Linked DNA regions of Sus scrofa: all the other regions are linked to region 2. Evidence: chromatin contacts called from public HiChIP or PLAC-seq data. All regions are on one chromosome and are shown on one strand. Each heading gives the region's core, a stretch centred on a gene start, on an enhancer-like site or on the middle of the called end of the contact. The rest is flanking DNA. Distances are from core to core; before and after follow the strand shown. Region 1 has its middle 91 kb from the start of ACSL4. Region 2 holds the start of ACSL4 (acyl-CoA synthetase long-chain family member 4). Region 3 overlaps LOC110257796 (a long non-coding RNA gene).

The links. HiChIP or PLAC-seq counts read pairs in DNA pulled down with a chosen protein or histone mark.
Region 1: a contact with region 2 is called in an H3K27ac HiChIP or PLAC-seq map of alveolar macrophages. The contact joins the enhancer-like site here to the promoter of ACSL4 in region 2. A contact is called at or near these places in 2 of 5 promoter capture datasets (fetal liver and liver), 6 of 47 Hi-C or Micro-C datasets (embryonic fibroblasts, liver, retroperitoneal adipose tissue and 1 more) and 2 of 2 datasets of contacts at active chromatin or transcription factors (alveolar macrophages and skeletal muscle).
Region 3: an H3K27ac HiChIP or PLAC-seq map of alveolar macrophages shows a contact between it and region 2. The contact joins the enhancer-like site here to the promoter of ACSL4 in region 2. A contact is called at or near these places in 2 of 5 promoter capture datasets (fetal liver and liver), 22 of 47 Hi-C or Micro-C datasets (alveolar macrophages, blood, embryonic fibroblasts and 11 more) and 2 of 2 datasets of contacts at active chromatin or transcription factors (alveolar macrophages and skeletal muscle).

What each region holds. Positions count from the first base shown.
Region 1 is chrX:89,926,419-89,930,139 of Sscrofa11.1, reverse strand. No RefSeq gene overlaps it. Among named protein-coding and RNA genes, the nearest start is that of ACSL4, 91 kb to the right of the region's middle. Within about 2 kb of position 1,644, at least 26 of the 83 cell types and tissues checked have an H3K27ac peak or open chromatin away from gene starts, as enhancers often do. A contact at or near this core is called in alveolar macrophages, embryonic fibroblasts, fetal liver and 3 more, where this site is marked.
Region 2 is chrX:89,836,225-89,839,870 of Sscrofa11.1, reverse strand. ACSL4 (acyl-CoA synthetase long-chain family member 4) reads left to right here and starts at 2,263. Exons shown (of 16, transcript NM_001038694.1): 1 at 2,263-2,333.
Region 3 is chrX:89,947,564-89,950,861 of Sscrofa11.1, reverse strand. The region is part of intron 3 of LOC110257796 (a long non-coding RNA gene); the gene reads left to right. Among named protein-coding and RNA genes, the nearest start is that of ACSL4, 110 kb to the right of the region's middle. Within about 2 kb of position 1,326, at least 5 of the 83 cell types and tissues checked have an H3K27ac peak or open chromatin away from gene starts, as enhancers often do. A contact at or near this core is called in alveolar macrophages, fetal liver, retroperitoneal adipose tissue and 1 more, where this site is marked.

The DNA.
Region 1 (3,721 bases), core at 395-2,894, 91 kb before region 2:
AACAAGGCAGCGCGCCGCCTTCACTCAAGGAGCTTCTCAAAGCTGCAGCACCAGCTTCCAAGTCTATCTACCCATCCCAACCAAAGCTAAGCAGGTGCAGAGATATGAAGAGGTAGGGCAATGGCCAAGTGGCAGTGCACATCATCTCCTATTCTACTTCCTTCTCTCCTTCCCTCCCTCTCCCTGGACCTATATGTCAGAATGTCTGCCCTGGAAGAAAGGACTGATGAAAGGACTCTCTTGGATCTAGGGTCAGACCAGTCACTCATATTTAAGCACCATGACTTTCTCTGAGCAGCAATCTAGTGGTTCAGGGCATGGACTCCAGCACCAGGCCCCTAGGCTCACATTCTGGCTCCGTGCTTAGCAGCCTGGAGACTTTGGGGCAATTGCTTGGCCTGAAAGCCCTTGGTTTTCTCATTTGGGATATAGATTCATTAGAGTACCTACCTCATTGTGTTGTCGGGAGGATCATATTAAATACACTCTATGTACATGTGTGTGTGTCTTCAAACAGTGTTTTGATAATAACTTAAAAATATTATTAGTATTACCAGGGTTAGGGGCTCTTCCAGCCTGCCTTGTCCTATTATAGTCATGAGTTCTTTACATCGCTCTTAGATTTCTACAGGAACCTTTTTTTTTTTTTGGTCTTTTTGCCTTTTTCTAGGGCTGCTCCTGCGGCATATGGAGGTTCCCAGGCTAGGGGTCGAATCGGAGCTGTAGCCACTGGCCTACGCCAGAGCCACAGCAACGCGGGATCCGAGCCACATCTGCGACCTACACCACAGCTCAGGGCAATGCCGGATCCTTAACCCACTGGGCAAGGCGAGGGATAGAACCCACAACCTCATGGTTCCTAGTTGGATTCGTTAACCACTGAGCCACAATGGGAACTCCAGGAACCGTTTTTTTTAATGCTGTAACTTCAGTTTATTTAAAAAAATAAGGAGTCACACCAGCGACAGTGGAACAAATAAAAATCATTATAAAAAATATGGAGTCAAAATTATCACTCATAAAATACCAGTTAAGGCTGCTCAACAGGGAACTGCTTGTTTGTTTGTTTGTGGATGCAGCATGCCGCGCAGCAGCAGCAGCTTGATGTGGAATCTCAGTTCCCAGACCAAGGATTGACTCTGGGGCCGTAGAGGTGAAAGTGCTGAATCCTAACCACTAGACCACCAGGGAACGCCCCCAACCCTATCTTTAACTTCGAAGGCTTCAACTCCACCCACTTAGGTCTGTGAGAAAGTTCATAGGAGAGCTCTTTGCCTAAATCCCTTTGACCAATGGTTCTGGGAGTCCCCTTGGGACTGCAGCAGAAAAGAATCTCCCTAATCTACGAGGGAATAAACAGAACAAGAGAGCAAGGGAAGTGAAACTGAGTAGCAAGGGGAAGGCTGCCTAACACATCAAAGGGCTCATCATGCCAATAGGAAGTAGAGGACCAGAATGCCCCTTCGGTTTGTGGTCTACTCATTTTGTTCCATTCCCCATTTCTTCCGTCTCTCTCCACCCCCGCTTCTGTTTCCCCACCCTTTGTTAAGAAACAGCCTGTTGGGGCCACTGACCTTGTGGCAGCTCTTGCTGCTGGGTGGTGACTCATGCTGAGAAGCAGGAATCACTTGCCTGGTGGGGGAGGGAAGGGGTGTTGTGTCAGTGTGTGGGCATGCAGGGCAATTGCCTGGGTGGTAGGCAGACTCAGCTAGACCAGTAAATAAATAAACTCTTGGGAGAAAAGCCCTGGAGGCCCAGAGGCATGACATTCCTTTGGTGTAAGCAGGGAGCTGGCAGAGGGTCGAAAACCTCTGCCCTAATCCCAAGCGTCAAGTTTTGAGCTGGGGGGAAGGTCACAGAGGACTTCACAGCCAGGAAGTTTTCCGGATCTTGGTGACTACAAATCTAAATCTAGAGGATGTGTATGCAAAAGAGCAAAGGAGTGAATGAAATCCTGCTGGCGTCCAGTCCCAGCCCTTCCTCCAATCTTCCGGGGACTCAAGGCTTTTCTGATGCTCAGTGTTCTTCCAAGTGTCTGGGAGTTCCTGTTGTGGCTCAGCGGTCATGAACCCAACTAGTATCCATGAGGACATGGGTTCGGTCCCTGGCCTCGTTCAGTGGGTTAAGGATCTAGCATTGCCGTGAGCTTTGGTGTAGGTTGCAAGTGCAGCTCGGATCCCGCGTTGCTGTGGCTGTGGCATAGGCTGGCAGCTGCAGCTGCAATGTGACCCCTAGCCTAGGAACCTCCATAGGCCATGGGTGCGACCCTAAAAAAAAAAAGAAAGAAAAAGGCGACTCTCTGTCTAGCTCTCCCTCCCAGATGGACTGTGCCCCAGCTCAAGCATTACCATGCATCCCCAAGATCCATCACAATGGAAACCATGAGTTTGCACCCACGCCTTGGCAGAATCTTAGTTTCTCCTGGGCTGCCTTCTCTGTGGCTTCCAGGCACTTTCAGTGTCAAGTGATGAGGAGATGTGAGCAAGAAGAAACCCTTTTTCCTCTCTTTCTCTCTGTGCATGGACACCCCCTGCCCCATTGTCCATTCACCAGGCTCCTCCAAAAGTACCACTGTCCCCTTTCCCTGGGCTCCACTCATGACTTCACATTTTGGGACAACTTAAATGTAGCTATTGTCCCCAAAGAAGGTCAGGGATATGTGTTTGGACCTATATTACTTTTTCCCTCCACCAAAAAAACCCTCTTGATTTATAGCTTATTTTCCTAGGCCCCTTCTGGGTAACTGAAATAGATCAAATAACCAAATCCAAATTTGAGTGTTGATGCCAGATGGATAATGGCTCACTCTGCTACTTTTATCCGGCAACACATACATTGTAATGGGCTCTTTTAATACATTAGCCCAAAGGTTGGCATACTTTTTCTGTAATGAGCCAAAGAGTAAATATTTTGGGCTTTGAGGGCTATACCTAGTCTTCGCTGCAACTTTTCAATTCTGCTATTGTCATGTGACACTAGCAGTAGATAATTTGTAAACAAATTGGTGAGGCTGTGTTCCAATGAATAAATAAATTGAATTTCATGGAAGTTCCAGATGTCCTGAAATATTATTCTCCTTTTGAATTTTTTAATCAAGTAAAAATATAAAAACTCTTCTCAGTTTGGACACACAAAAACAGGTGGCAGGCCAGATTTGGCCAGTGGGCTCTATGTAGCTTTCCAACCATTGCCATAGCCCAAAGAATTGATTCAAATGGGGATTTCACATGCTGTTATAAACTGAATGGGATGGAGAGAGAGAGGTTTTTAGAATGGGGTTGGAGGCCACCTCACCATCCTCTTTAAATCACACAAGCTAAGTATAAATGCTTGCTATTTCATTCAATACATGTTATTGAGTAACTACAATGGGCCAAGCACTGTGATAGGTACTATGTAATATATTGATAGAAAAAAACAGATATTGTAGACTTCCCACCATGGCACAGTGGGTCAAGAATCCAACTGCAGCAACTTGGGTCACTGCAGAGGTGCAGGTTCAATCCCTGGCCCAGCGCAGTGGGTTAAAGGATCCAACATTGCCACAGTTGCGGCTCGGGTTGCAGCTGTGGCTCGGATTCATTCCCTGTCCTGGGAACTTCTATATTCCATGGGTGCAGCCATAAAAAACCAAAACCAAAACCAAAACCAAAAAATGGATTCTGTCTATGCCCTTATAGAGTTAAAATACAATGGAGGAAATAGGCAATAAGTAAATAAG
Region 2 (3,646 bases), core at 1,014-3,513:
CAGCATCCTAAGTGATAAAAATGGTGAAAATTCAACTAGTTTCTTGGTCTGATAAATATCTCTTTATATTTATACACATGCTTATACATAGGTATGTATGTAGACCTATTCATACATACAAACAAAAACTGAGAGCCTTAGGCTCTTTCCTTTATACCTTGTAAAGCTGGAGGAACTTTAATAATCCAGCACTGACTCAGTGTTCAGAGGAAACTACCTAATTGAGAAGGTCTGGGCTAAATGACTGCTAGTAAAGAAAAATGGACCAAAGTACTCTTTTATTACATGTTCTTTCTCATCTTAGTCTGATTTATGTGCTACACTGGGTCTGTTCTGTGTCTGTGTTTTATTTATTTATTTATTTATTTATTTATTTATTTATTTCTGTCATTTTTTTTTTTTAGGGCCACACCCATGGCATAGGGAGGTTCCCAGGCTAGGGGTCAAATTGGAAGCTGCAGCTGCCAGCCTATACCACAGCCACGGAAAGGCAGGATCCTAGCCGAATCTGCAACCTACACCACAGCTCAAGGCAATGCCCGGATCCTTAACCCACTGAGCGAGGCCAGTTGATCAAACCTGCGTCCTCTGATGCTAGTCAGATTCGTTTCTGCTGAGCCATGACGGCCCCGCCTGTGTCTGTGTTTTAATTCCACCGCTAGACACCAAGTCTGTTGAGAGCGGGGATGATCATTTTCTTGATTTCATTTGTATTAACCCTGCTGTACATGACAGGGCTCTGTGCACTGTAGGTACTCCGTGAATTACAGAGCTGACAAATGATTACTTATTTCTGGTACTACCACACGATCTCATAAAATAAACATGACAATTAAACTTGTTTGAAGTCCTGAACTTTCTAGGTCACTCTCGATAAAGGAAGTTATATGTCTGCCACAGCAATGTTCATAGGCATATTATATATAAATGGGTGGGCCTGTTGGAAATGGGATGAGTAATCCCACTCAAAGAAGTAACATATAAAGGCTGTAGATTTATGCTCTCCAGTTGTGGGCCTCCAACCACCTATAGTGTCACCTGAGATGCTTAGTGAAGATTCAGACTTCACAGCCCCACTCAGATCCAGGTATCAAAGAATAAGTCTAGCCTGTAATCTGAGGTGGTCTATCCACCCCCCACACATGCAAACACACGTATGTTGTTACCTCCAGTAATTCTATGGGAAAATGGAAAATAGCAAATGAAATGACATGTCCATTCCCAGCAAGAAGAGGAAGCTAGTCCTCCATTATGTATCAAGGAACTGGAAGAATACTGGCGTTTTCTTTCTTGCGGTGATACATTCTTGGCAGTTGGTCGTGGCTCCTTTGCAATTATGGTCTGCCCCTTTTGAAGTCCCAAGACAGTTCGCCAGCATTTTATTTTTAACAACAATTTCTTGAAGGTCTTGGGAACTGTATTTGCAGGACTGGCTCAGAAGCAACGATCAGGGCCAGTAAGATGCCACAGTGCTGCGGTGACTTGTCCTTATCAGTTGTGAGCTCTTTGGCCATTACACCACCGTGGAAATGCAAGGCATAAAGTGAAAAGCCTGCATTCTTGTGATATTTCATAAACGGGGGTGACGGCAGGGGTCTCAACGCAGTGAGAGGCGAGATAAAGCGAAGACAGGCGTGAGCGCGGGCTCGGAGGAGCAGGGTGTCTTAGGCAAAGAAGGTTAAGATCTCTCGCCGAAGGGAGAACAGTCAAGTCCGAAGATGCTTATCTTGAGAGGGCAGGCTGGAAGATGACCCGAGGGCAACTTTCATTACAGGGTGGAGCCCTAAGAAGCGAGCGCAGGTGCGGGCGTGGGCCCGTTCCGCACCTCGCTGAAATCAGATAGGCGCCCGAACCTCCCGAAAACACGCTCCATCACGTTGCCTCGGGACAGGAGCTGGACCCCGCGGCAGAGCCGTTAGCCGGCTCGGCTCCCCCGCCGCACCCCCCTCCATCGCCCCCCTCCATCTCCCCCCGGCAGCCGCTAGCGACCAGCTCGGGGCTCCTCCTTTTCGGCTGACGTCGGGGCGAGCGGAGGCGGGAGCGTGGGTGGGCCGAGCGGGCCGTCGCCCGCGATTCGGCCGGCTGTGCCACACCACCGCGCGCCCCCGCTCCGCCCGCCCCTCCGGGCGCGTCTTTTCCGGGCCCGCGCCTCGCCGCGCCTCGCCCCGCCTCCGCCGGCCCTCCGGGTGCGCGCGCGCCGCTGCGGCTTTTTCTCCGGCCTCCGCGGCGCGCCCCTCCTCGAACCAGCGCTAGCGGGCACGCGGCTCCTTTCCGCCAGCTTCCCGAGTGCCCAGCGCCTGCCGGCTGCGAAGACGCCGTGGGCAGCGCCTCTGGTGAGTAACTGCAGCCCGCGAGGCTCCGGCCCCGGCACCTCTGTCCTCTGGCTGTGGCGGGGCCCCCGCTCTGGCCGTGCCACCGTCCCACACCTGAGCCCAGAAGAGGTTGAGGGGACGTTCCTGTTCCCGGAATCCGCTGGCTTGCTTCTTGAGCCCGCCCCCCTCGTCCGGGAAGATCCCTAAGTCCCGGTATCATCTCCTTTGCTGAGGTCTGGGGTCCTCGAGACCCTGGCTTGCCTCTACCTGCCGATCGCTGCCCTTCGAGGGGCAAAAGCATCTTCCTGATCGGGGTGCTAGGCTTTGCCGTGACCCTTTCCGAAGGAGCACATCAGCGACTCGCCAGACCTCCAAACGACCTTTAGGGCGCCCCTGGACCTCAGCTCCATTTTGTCCCCTTCCAGTCGCTGTCTGTCTGGGAGCTAGGGGGTCTCTCTGGCCCTGGAAGCATCCGCCCTTTGAATTTGAGGGATGCCCTAGGTTCCGATATCCTCTCAGCTTCCGGATCTTTAGGTGTGTTAGAAAACGGCTGGTTTCTAGCAGAAGCGGGCTCTTATTTTTTCCTGTTCTACCTATCTACATCCCTGTCCTCCGTGGGTGCTGTATATTTAACATTAGCTTTATTCACTTCCTCTTCCTCTCATTCGAGGGCCCTACAGAAAGAACTGTGGGTGATGTCTATCGCACAGAGGAAAATCGAGGAGAATATGATTCATTGCCTAACCCCCATTAAGGGGTTACATATTTTAAATAAGACGTCATTTCTCCTCTTGACTCCAGCATCTCCTCCTTCAAAAGGCATTTTTTTTTCACCCTCTTGAAATGACTTTGCCCTAAATCGCTCTTCACCTTAAAAAAAAAAAAAATCAATCATCGCTCTGAGAAACAACGGGGAGATGGAGAATAAGGACGAAATGGCATTTAAATGAATCTCTTTGAAAAAGCAAGCCATCTGCTTCATTGGTTAATGGTTTAATCAGCGCCTCAGTTTCCTCATTTACAAAAATGAGGATGTTGGAATGAGGGTTCCTTCTTGGGTTCTGATTTTAGGACCTCTAAATTCGCTCTTAGTAACATGTTGCTGCATAACAGAGATTGAACCTGATGAAATCCTCGTGTCTTGGTAGTTGCTTGTCACTTTAGTTTTTCTTTTGTATTGCCTCTGACTAATAGTTTTAACTGTTATTGGTACAGAAGGCTGTAAGGGGAGATTCAATGTCTGTACTGTCAATGAGCATATCAAAGATTTTAATAGTCTAAGGCCTCTTCCTTGAATTGTAAAATAGCGATGAAACCCGCTAAAAGGTGAGACC
Region 3 (3,298 bases), core at 77-2,576, 110 kb before region 2:
TTTGGGGATTCCTTTAGATTTGGTGTATTTCCAGTTTGGATGATAAAGTGGAAACTGTAGGCTTAAGTAACTTTTCGATTTCCAGATCTCATCTGGAAAGGAGCAGGTTCTCTTCCCGAGAAGGCATGATGAATAGATGAGTGCTTAGCGTTTTCCAAAGTGCTTACTATGCCCCAAGTGCCGTGTGAGGTGATTTAGCTCTTGTGAGAATCTTAGAGAATGGATGTTGTCATTCCCACTTGCTAGTTGAGAAATTAAGGCATATGGAGGTTAAGCAGCTTGCTTAATGTGACAGTGAAATGATAAAATTGAGGCAAACCCAGGTTCATCTGACCCAGAGTCAGGGCTTTTATCAGACACCACACGACCTAGGCTCTCTCTTTTATTCTACCAACTTTCTACTAGGTTGTGGTACGAGAAAGGTTATCCTGGAATTCCTATTGTGGCTCAGTGGTAATGAACCCAAACCCGACTGGTATCCATGAGGATCCGGGTTTGATCCCTAGCCTTGCTCAGTGGGTTAAGGATCAGACTTTGCCATGAGCTGTGGTGTCAGATCTGGCCTTGTGGCTGTGATATAGGCTGGCAGCTGCTGCTCCAATTCAACCCCTAGCCTGAGAACTTCCATGTGCTGCAGGTGCGGCCCTAAAAAGAAAAAAAGTTATCCTGACTATGGTGTGACGAGACCTTTAATCAAAATCAGACTGTCTCAAAACATGGTTCTAGTGTGCAATTAAATGGGAGGAAGAAAAAACCCAAACAACAAAGAAAACAGAGTTAGACGCTTTCAAGCTGGGGGGAGTCTGGGAGAATAAAACTTCCCCAGCTACACTTCCAGATGTGAAGACCCTACGATATTCTTAAGCTGTTCATTCAGCTTCCATTCTCTTTGCCTGAGAGTCCAGAGACCTGATGGCTCCAGTAGCAGGGAGAGTCATTGTCTTCAGGGCTAGAGGCACCAGTACCTTTGCGATGCTGGAGAAAAGTCCATCCAGCCTGAGATTTTTTTTTTCCTTTAAAGAAACCAGGTCTCGTGGGCTCTACAAAAGAAAGCCACGGCATTTATTGTGCTGTTCCTCACCTCACATCTGGGGCTAGATGTCAGAGGTGCCCAAACGTAGATCTCTTTCTTGGCTCCCAGCAGTGGAGGAGATGGAATAGCGGAAGTAAAAGCTCTCCATTTTGCGTGTGAGTAGAAGATAGGAAGTAGCCTTAAAGTTCCAAAGTGTCTGAGACACCAAGAATCACATGACTTTGAACACACTATACGGCTGATTGACCTTCCTGATTACAGCTCTCTGTAGCTGGTGTTATAACAACTTGGCACTTTAAACAGTTTTCGTGCCTATTATGTAACAAGGACTTTCAATAACACGTACACTCCAAGGGCTACGCTGCGAGCTTTACTTGCATTCTGTTCTTTAAACCCCACAGAAACCCTTCTCAGCAGTTACTAGTATTGTCCAAGCAATCCGTGCACATAGTTGAATGGATAGTACCAGGAGTCCTGGTATTGAAAAGAAAAAACAAACCCAGAAATCTCCACACTTCCCATTTCCTGTGTCCTTCTTTTAAGAGGGAACCACTCTCACTTCTCTTGGTTGGTTTGGGGGTTTGCTTTGGTATTTCAGTTCCTGACTTACAGTTGATACTGCTCTCTCTTGATGTTTTAATTTTAAGCATTTTCTATTTCCCTTTCTATATGAATTATCATGATTTTGTTCCCTTTCAACCCTCCCCCCTGCAACATACACATATACAAATGTCCTGTTTGGCTTGGAGTTGATAATAGTTTCCTTTTAGTTCACTCAGTTTTTTTTTTTTTTTTCTGGTCTTTTTAGGGCCACACCTGTGGCATAGGGGATTTTTCCCAGGCTAGGGGTTGAATCAGAGCTACAGCTACTGATCTACGCCACAGCCACAGCAGCACCAGATCCGAGCCACATCTGCGACCTACACCACAGCTCATGGCAACTCCGGGTCCTTGACCCACTGAGTGAGGCCAGGGATCGAACCCACATTCTCATGGATACTAGTCAGGCTCATTACTGCTGGGCCACAGTGGGAACTCCTCACTCACTTAGTTTTTATATGGTTATCATTACTAATCCAACCCCAGACTTCCCCAAATGATCTAATACTCTTCTCAATAAAGTCAACACATCAGATAATCTGATTTTTTTTTTTTTATGGAGACATCCTCTCAGAACCTTCCATCTACCTGTCTCTAGCCTACAGCATGGCTGTCTTCCCTTTACCTTCATCCTGGGACTTTTTGTCATCAGTCTCTTGTGTTGGACCCTTTGTTTCCTGGATCCCATGTCATCTTCTGGCCACTCCCTTGTCATGGTGATGCACACACTCCAATGGCTTCCTGCAAAGTGTTCATGGGAGGTAATTTTTTGAAGAGGTTATCCTTCAAATTCTGAAATTTTATGACCATGTGCCTCAGCATGTGTCTTATAGTCATTGTACTGGATACTTAGCCCTTAGGTAACTCATTTCCTTCTGCTGGGGGATATACTTCCATTATTCTGTTCGATTATTTCGGCTCCATTTTTCCCCTCTTCTCTCTCTGGGAGCTCACAATGGATAATGGTTCTTTAATTCTTATATCCTGTCTTTATTTCCTAACCTCATAGCCATTTAATTCTGCACTCTAGAGATTTTTAAAATATACGTTCTTTCTGCTGAATTAAAAACAATTCTACTCTAGTCGTTCGACTTTTTAAGAGCTCGTTCTTTTTTGGTCTTTTTGTCTTTTTAGGGCCACACCCTCGGCACATGGTAGTTCCCAGGCTAGGCGTCGAATCTGAAGTGGTAGCCACCGGCCTACGCCAGAGCCACAGCAGCGTGGGATCTGAGCCGTGTCTGTGACCTACACCATAGCTCACGGCAACGCCGGATCCTTAACCCACTGAGTGAGGCCAGGGATCGAACCCATGACCTCATGGTTCCTAGTTGGATTCGTTTCCGCCGCGCCGCGATGGGAACTCCTCTCTGAAAATCTTAATTACAGGGTTTATCTTATGGCTCCTTCTGCTCCCTGCATTGTTTCTATTTCTCCCCAGTTTCTTTTTCAATGTTTGTTTTAGTTTCTTTTTTTCTATTAAAGATATTTTTTCTCCAGCATTTGATTATCTTTAATTATTCGTTTGTATTTAGGAGTGAGGCAACTGAAAAGCTGTGTGTGTGTGTGTGTGTGTGTGTGTGTGTGTGTGTGTGTGTGTGTGTGGTGGGTCTTATATCCTTAGGTGCACCTGGCCATTTCATTTGTATATCAGTATTTGTGGGTCTT